2 separate regions of the Mus musculus genome follow, and region 2 is linked to region 1. Evidence: chromatin contacts called from public Hi-C data. All regions are on one chromosome and are shown on one strand. Each heading gives the region's core, a stretch centred on a gene start, on an enhancer-like site or on the middle of the called end of the contact. The rest is flanking DNA. Distances are from core to core; before and after follow the strand shown. Region 1 overlaps Hmcn1 (hemicentin 1). Region 2 overlaps Hmcn1 (hemicentin 1).

Region 1 (3,670 bases), core at 163-2,662:
TCTGAGAAAGCAATCGGTAAATTTAGGCAATAATAAAAAACATTTAAAGTCAGAGAAGGGAAGAGGAAGGAGAGAAGTTAAGCAAACCAATAGAAGAACATCAGTTCTTCAGGCAAGTCCAGCGTGGCCATGACTGGTCCTCAGCTGAAAGGTGGGTTAGGCTTATGAAACAAGTGCCACTCCCAGTCCATCCCATCCATCAAGGACACCGAAGGAAGGAAGCCACATACAGTGCTGGGGAGACTGCAGGTTAGTGCAGCCTCTGTACATATCAGTACAGGAATTCTGTTTTAAAGTCCTAGGAAATAAAACCACCATATGATCTAGCTACCATTATCTGAAATACATCCAGATAAGCATAACACAGGGACTCCTGGAATTCTATGTTCATTACAGCACTGTTCACTGTTAACTACGCTGAATAACAAGCCAGTGCGCCATCAACAGATGAATGGAGAAAGACAGAGTGGAACTTAGACACAGTGGAATCTCCTACAGTGTGGCACTGATACACATTGGAATCTCCTACAGCTGAAAAAAAGAAGTGAAGTTAAGACATTGTCAGGGAAAGGAGTGGAACTGATGATCACTGAACCAAGTGAAACAAGTCAGATCTCTGAAGATAAATATTACACTTTTCTCATTGGTGCATAGAATCTAGAGTTTAAAAGAAAGAGTCTGTAAGACATGAAAGTGAAAGGGGGACTATTAGTGTGGGAGGAAGGGCACCAGCGGGAAGATGAAGCAAGAGAGGATGGGAAGGGGGATGAGAGACAGGTGTCATATGCAAAATATATTCCCATAAGACATTTGAGCAGAAGCACGGCCATTGAGGAGGAGAGAGCCGTGGAAGAGATACGAACAGGAGATGGTGTTAGGATGGTGAATATTAGGCACTGTCAGAATGAAACCCCCTTATTTAATACCCCAATTGTAAGAAATACTTTTAAGGAAGCACAAAAAAAAAGAAGCTCCCAACATCTCCAGGTTAATAATGAAGTGATTCTATGAAGTAGAAACATAGCGAATTTATTTTCATGCATATCCTCCAGTAAGTTAGCAGTTTGTCTCTGTGTTGCTTCCACAAATACATCTAGCCTTCAAATCCAATGTAGCAAGGTTATACATTACAGGAAACCTATCCAAGTCCTAAGCATTCTTGGGAAAATGACGGCCTTCCTCAAAGCAGATGCATTTTCCTAGGGCAAGTGTGTTCAGATGCTGTAGAATATAAGCTGGTGTTAGACACATTTAATATCACTTTCAATTCATCAACACAACATTTATGAGATTTTCACAAAGAGATTACCCTGTATCATAACAATCCTTCTTGGGAAAGACATAGTGCAGACTCTACCAGGAGCCTCGGATCACTCTGTTATCCACTACTAAGAAAAGTCTAATTGAAAACAGATGCAGCTCCAGTTATGAGGAACTACAGATACTATCAACATGTGAACAAAAAACGTACAGATGCAAGCTACAGAATGTGCTCTGAGGTCTCTTGCTTCTCGGGTTGCCAGATATAAAGGGAAAACATCACTAATTGTCTGACTGTGGGGACCATTCTTGTGAGGTTGGGAATGATCTATTATAATGACAAAAGAAATGAAATAGAATGAAGTGAGAGTCTTTGGGCTGTGCTTTGCTATCAACACAGTACTTTTTCAAGCCACTAGGGGGCCATTGGTGGCACTTTAAAGGTTTTAATGTAAAGGTTGTTCTCTAGTTAATCCTAGCAATTTATCTGTACAATGGGCCTTGGGGACAGACCGATGAATCCAGCTCCTTTATTTGATAGATGAGAAAAATCGTATCTGAAGTGAGTTCTTGCATTGTTTTAATCTGCCCAGACTTATTCTGGCTCAACAAGCCACATATTTTTACTTAAACTCCTTGGGTTCATGAAGATGCTAATGCAATTCAAAGACTTTATAGCCTATACCATGACTGATACTCATGCCTAAGTGCACACATTTATTTAATTCTTCAAAGTGGTTGGTGTCGTGAAATTTTGATGAGATAAGAAAGGGAAATTTGAGCTCATGTTACTGAGCAGAACCTTGGTGCTTTTGCTCGGGAGGTGTTCTAGTTTGATGTTTTGAAACTCTGCTAAAACATTAACAAGAGGCAACTTTTTGGAGGAAAGCACCTATTGCGCTTATACTTCCAAGTCTCGGCACATCACGGGATGAAGTCAGAACAGGGAACTGAGTGACATGGAGGGATGCTGCTTGCTAGCCCACTCATTTCATTCCTGTGCTCACCTTGCTGGTGCTGCCCACAGTAATCTGGACCCTCCTGCATCAATTAATAGTTAACATAATCCCTAACAGACATGTTCACCAGCCAGTTTACTCTAGGAAATCCTTGGCTAATTGTGAACACTTTGTGATGTACCACTACCATGTAGCAGGTGTACCTACGATGCTTATTACATGCAGATGCTCCAAGAGCTTTCCACTCATTTGCACAGAAACCCTGGCACAGTACTTCTATGCACAATGATCTCTATTTTAGAGATGAGTAAGAGTGATTTATCTGTGCCAAAGTGTGTAAGTCACAAAATTAGCAGCAAAGCAACATGTGCCCTTGGGTCCCAATGTTCTTGCCCTCCCCATTTGTTTAAAAAACAGAAATTTTCATTTCTAAGACAATGATTTTTGTCAAAATGCTGTACTACAATGCTGGTAAGCATCATGGATCCTACTCTGACCTAGCTAAGAGAGATAGGCTTTTCTAGACCATCAACAGAATCCTTTGGTCTGGGTTCAATGTCATTAATGCCTTGTAATATATCGTGGAGGCCAGAATTCCAAATTTTCTTCAAAGCCCCTAAACAACTAATGAACATCCCTGTGATAACTAAAGGAGGCAATCAGAACAAGGTGCCCGAAGTGCAGTTTGAGGGACTGAGGTCACATACTAAAATTTAAGGCTATCATGTGCTGCTAGCATTCCAGTCCACCAGGATGTATGTCATCCTCTGAGCATACCCTTTAGCGAGCATTCAATAATGGCTCAGAGCTCAACTCTGGAGTAAGCTTCCTTTTATTCTGACCCTAGAAACGTCCAGGTTATGATTTATTGTGCATACGCCCATAGACAGCTAATGCATTGCTCATGCCCCCAGGAATGCCCCCAAGAATACTGACCGATTAGATTACTTAAGTTGGATAAAAAGTTCAGATGCATGCTAAAGAGACCTCTGCAGATGAGTGACTGATGCCCAGGCTTTATACAACACTGCTCAGAGTCTGCTTAATTTGTGCCTGTTTCTAAGGATGTGTTCACTGAGAGTGTTGAAAGGAATGAATGTCACAGTTTAAGACTTTAATGAATCAATCAAAACATGTTATATCTTCAAGTCTTTTGAGAGGATCTTTTACAGATAATATCCAGTTGTATTACCCTTCATGTATTGAGTTCCTATTCAAAGTAGAAAATTTACAATGAGTACATGCCATGGACAAGTACATTTGCTCATTCAGTACAAATGGTGTTATATTTCTTTGTTCTTCTGTCTCTGTCTTTCTCTGTCTCTGACTCTCTCTCACACACACACACAAAGAGAGGCAGACAGACAGACAGAGATGGGAAAAGAATAATGTAAAAATGGTTCATGGTACATCTAAAATTTTATCCAGCTCACACGGGTTACAGAAGATTA
Region 2 (3,557 bases), core at 409-2,908, 110 kb after region 1:
GAAGTTCACAGAGAATCCTAGCATCCCTCTCCTCCTTACAGGTTGGTAAATGAGAGATGTGTATGATAAAAACAAAAAAAAACAAAACAAACAAACAAAAAAAAAAAAACCCACAGTCAGAATCTAGTGAACCAAAGGGGAAAACTGATCACACACACGGTGTTTGGAACCTTGGTTTCTGGTGACTTACTTGTTCTGCCATACATGTTTTCTCTCTTTCTTATAAGATTCCAAGTTCTTCAAGATTCTACAACCCCAAAACAAGACAACAGAATAGCTCCATGCCCCTAATTCTCCTTACTGCCATCCCACCTCTCATCTCCTTTTTGCATGAACATCCAACTGTGTGTCTATGATAACCTCCTCTTCTTCTGCATGAAAGTCCCCACTGGTGTCAAATCTGGCCTCTGGTCTCAATGTTTCACTAAAATAGCTTGGTGTCAAGTCACAGGAGATCCTCAAGCTAGTACGCCATGCAAACGCCATCCTGCCTCCATCTCCATGATCTTCCAGCCACATTTGGCACCACTCAGTCTTCCTGAACCGGTCTCTGTCTGTGCTGATACATCACCCTGCTCTTTTATGATTGTGTCTGAGTCTCCCAATGGCAGACTCTTTCTCCTTACTTGGTCAGTAAAGATCTTATAGTTCCTAGAGGATCTTTTCCAGGCCATCTTAGCCGCATCCTTTCTGGGTGATTTCATCCTTGGCAAGACCTTTTGTTCATAGTCACTGCAATGGTGGACTGCACTGGTCCACTAGGGTGCCTCACATGTATGCAGCTCTCACCTAATGCAGTCTCACTATGATGCCATTGCTGTGGTGTCTGGTCCATTTTTACTAAAGCACCCTGTTCATCTCTGGGGAGGCATCAAAACAAAAATTTATGATTTTACTTCTACCTTAGAACCTGGCTCTTTCTTAGAATCTATCTGTTGCCTATGGAGAAAGTATCTATGTCTGTCCAGTTAGCCCAATTCAAATTGTTGGCTCATTCACACTCCTCCCATACCTAACCACCACTAAGCCATACCCATTTTACCTACTAAATAGCTTTTGAACATTTCCAGTGCCTTCCCATCTCCTCAGCTACAACCTTGTTCCTAGATTTATCTTCTTGGCTTCCAAAGATCCCAGACTATAGGAGAGACTCTAAACGTCCCTTCATAAGGCACAGTAAAGTCCTCTTTAATCTGTTGCCCACGGGAAACAAAGTAGATATAAGCACTATTACATCATAAACCAATTAAACCCCTCCATTGTTAGGGTCAAACCCCTTAGCATAGACTACATTGTTCCACATGGTCTGATTTCCACCTTCATAAACTCTCTGTGCCTTTTATTTTCTCTTACTTGGTTTGCACATTCTTATCCCATAGGATATTTTTCCTTGTGTCTTTTCCTAAGCTGTTCTTTCTTCTGCCGTTTCCCTTGTTAATTCCAGTTTCTCCCAAGTTTTTAGTCTCGTCTTCCCTCCTCTGTGGAGAAGCCGTGCCTGCCTCCCTCCACTAATTCAGACTCTCCAAGCTACATTTTAGATTTTCAACTGTTTAATTTGACTATTTAATCAATTTCTCTCTTCGCAGACTGCTAGCCAGAGCGGGGAGGGACTCCATCTGGTTTTCGTTTTCAGCCACCCCAGTGCCAAGTGAGTGCCTAGCACATTGCAGAAGTGCAGTGTCTGCTGAAGAGAGGAGCGAGTGATGGAAGCCGAACCTCACAGTGCTGAGCATTACAACAACCTGCAGTTGTCGGAGACCCTGGGAGAGAAACGGAAGAAGAATGGACCCAGTCCTCTGGGTCGTTATTTTTCAAGAACATTTATTTTTCTTAGCACACAAGTGATAATATCCTAGCCAATTGACTTTTCTCTCTATTTCAGCACTCATCGCTAACATGAATCATTTTGAGTTATTGAACAAACCCAAACTAAGAAAGCCTTTCAAAAGAGCAGTGTACAATTTTCTTCTGGCAAGAAGTATTTGCCTATTCGGTGTAACAGGAGGAAGAAGAGGAGAGGGAAAGAAGTGGAGGAGGAAGAAGAGGAGGAGAATAAGGAAATGAGGAAGAAATGGAGGGGCTATAGAATTGAGTTTATGCGGTTTTGACATCTTTACCAAAAGTAACTCACATTTTACCTTGTACAATTTTTCAAAACCTGCAAAGTTCAGAGCCATGGCCCAAGAGGCGTGGAATTAATTTCTTAATGAAATTATTAGAACCAGTCATTTATCTTCCTAGCTGACACACAAATACATATTTTAAAATACTTTCCTTTCCACAAGAACAAAACAGAAAAGAGGCTGTTAGAGAGCTGTGTCTCCTGTGTATCCTACATGTGCCCCGTAGCGTGAATTTATTTTCTTTGTTAACAAAGAATTCATAAATAGTAAAATTGTTCATAAGCTGATTTTGATTAGCACAATAACTGTAGACATGTAAACTTTATTGGAACATCTAATCTACCGACAAGACTGTTTAACTTAGGAATGATTGTGATTGCTCCATTTGTAATTATTTATAATAAGCAATTAGGAAATACATCTTATGGATTAGGTGTCAACCATGAACCTTCAAAAACAACCTGTGAAATATAACTTGTGTTTAATTAAATTACAGACTTAGACACTGAAGCTTGAAAATGCAGAAGATTAAACAGATGGCTGCAATTTAAATAAGGCCATCTTGGGAAGTTTTCTGTTATGATCTTTGAAAAATACACACTTTCAGCCAACTGGATTTCAGCAAAGGTGCTAAGAACATGCATTGGAAGGAGAATGGCCCACAGTGAGCTGTGCTGGGAGAATAAACATCTGCATTCACAAGGAAGATACTGGACCCCCGGCCTTGCATTAATTACAAAAATCAACTAAAAAAAAAAAAGATTAGAATCTTAGACAGAAAACCTGAAATTACAAAAATATAAAACATAGGAAAATTACTTGACATTGGAATGGATGGAGAGGTAAGACCCCAAAACACAGAAAACAAAGGCAGAAGCAGGCAAACAGGCTTATGCCAAACTAAAAACCTTTTGCTCAACAAATAATAATAAAAATAATTAGCAGAGTGGATGGAAGAAACTGGATTAAATTATACTTTTAATAAGAGGTTAATTTCTGAGATATATAAGGAACTCCAATAGCAAGGTGGAAAGAAAGAAAGAAAAGAAAAATCAAAGAAGAAGCCCCACTAATTAAAAATGAACAATATAGAGAACATCAGAAAAGATGCTGCAAAAAAAATTGTAACAGATGAAGGAAACAGTGAAGGGGTTAAATGCCCCCTCTATATAATTAACATAGGCTAATAGAAACAAAAGGCAAAAAGTGACACGGATTAATAGCAAAGTATATTTTGTAAATGTCTCAACAGCATTATTATCAAAGAAACTCAACTCGAAGCCACAGTGAGATAGCTGACTCTGTGTAGAATGGATCTTACCAAAAGGCAAGGTAAGAGCTGGTGAGGAAGTAGAGGAGAGAGCCTGGAACACTATAGGTGTAGCAATTACAGAAAACAATTAGAACAGAAGCACCATAGACTACGGAGACTCA

The links. A called contact is a pair of places that touch in the nucleus more often than the background predicts.
Region 2: a Hi-C map of cranial neural crest shows a contact between it and region 1, with 1.7 times the contacts expected there. The contact joins two enhancer-like sites. A contact is called at or near these places in 1 of 15 datasets of contacts at CTCF or cohesin (the G1E-ER4 cell line) and 8 of 484 Hi-C or Micro-C datasets (the G1E-ER4 cell line, cerebellum, cerebral cortex and 5 more).

What each region holds. Positions count from the first base shown.
Region 1 is chr1:150,823,134-150,826,803 of GRCm38.p6, forward strand. All of the region lies in intron 4 of Hmcn1 (hemicentin 1), which reads right to left. Among named protein-coding and RNA genes, the nearest start is that of Hmcn1, 170 kb to the right of the region's middle. Within about 2 kb of position 1,413, at least 3 of the 459 cell types and tissues checked have an H3K27ac peak or open chromatin away from gene starts, as enhancers often do.
Region 2 is chr1:150,932,138-150,935,694 of GRCm38.p6, forward strand. The region is part of intron 1 of Hmcn1 (hemicentin 1); the gene reads right to left. Among named protein-coding and RNA genes, the nearest start is that of Hmcn1, 60 kb to the right of the region's middle. Within about 2 kb of position 1,659, at least 41 of the 459 cell types and tissues checked have an H3K27ac peak or open chromatin away from gene starts, as enhancers often do.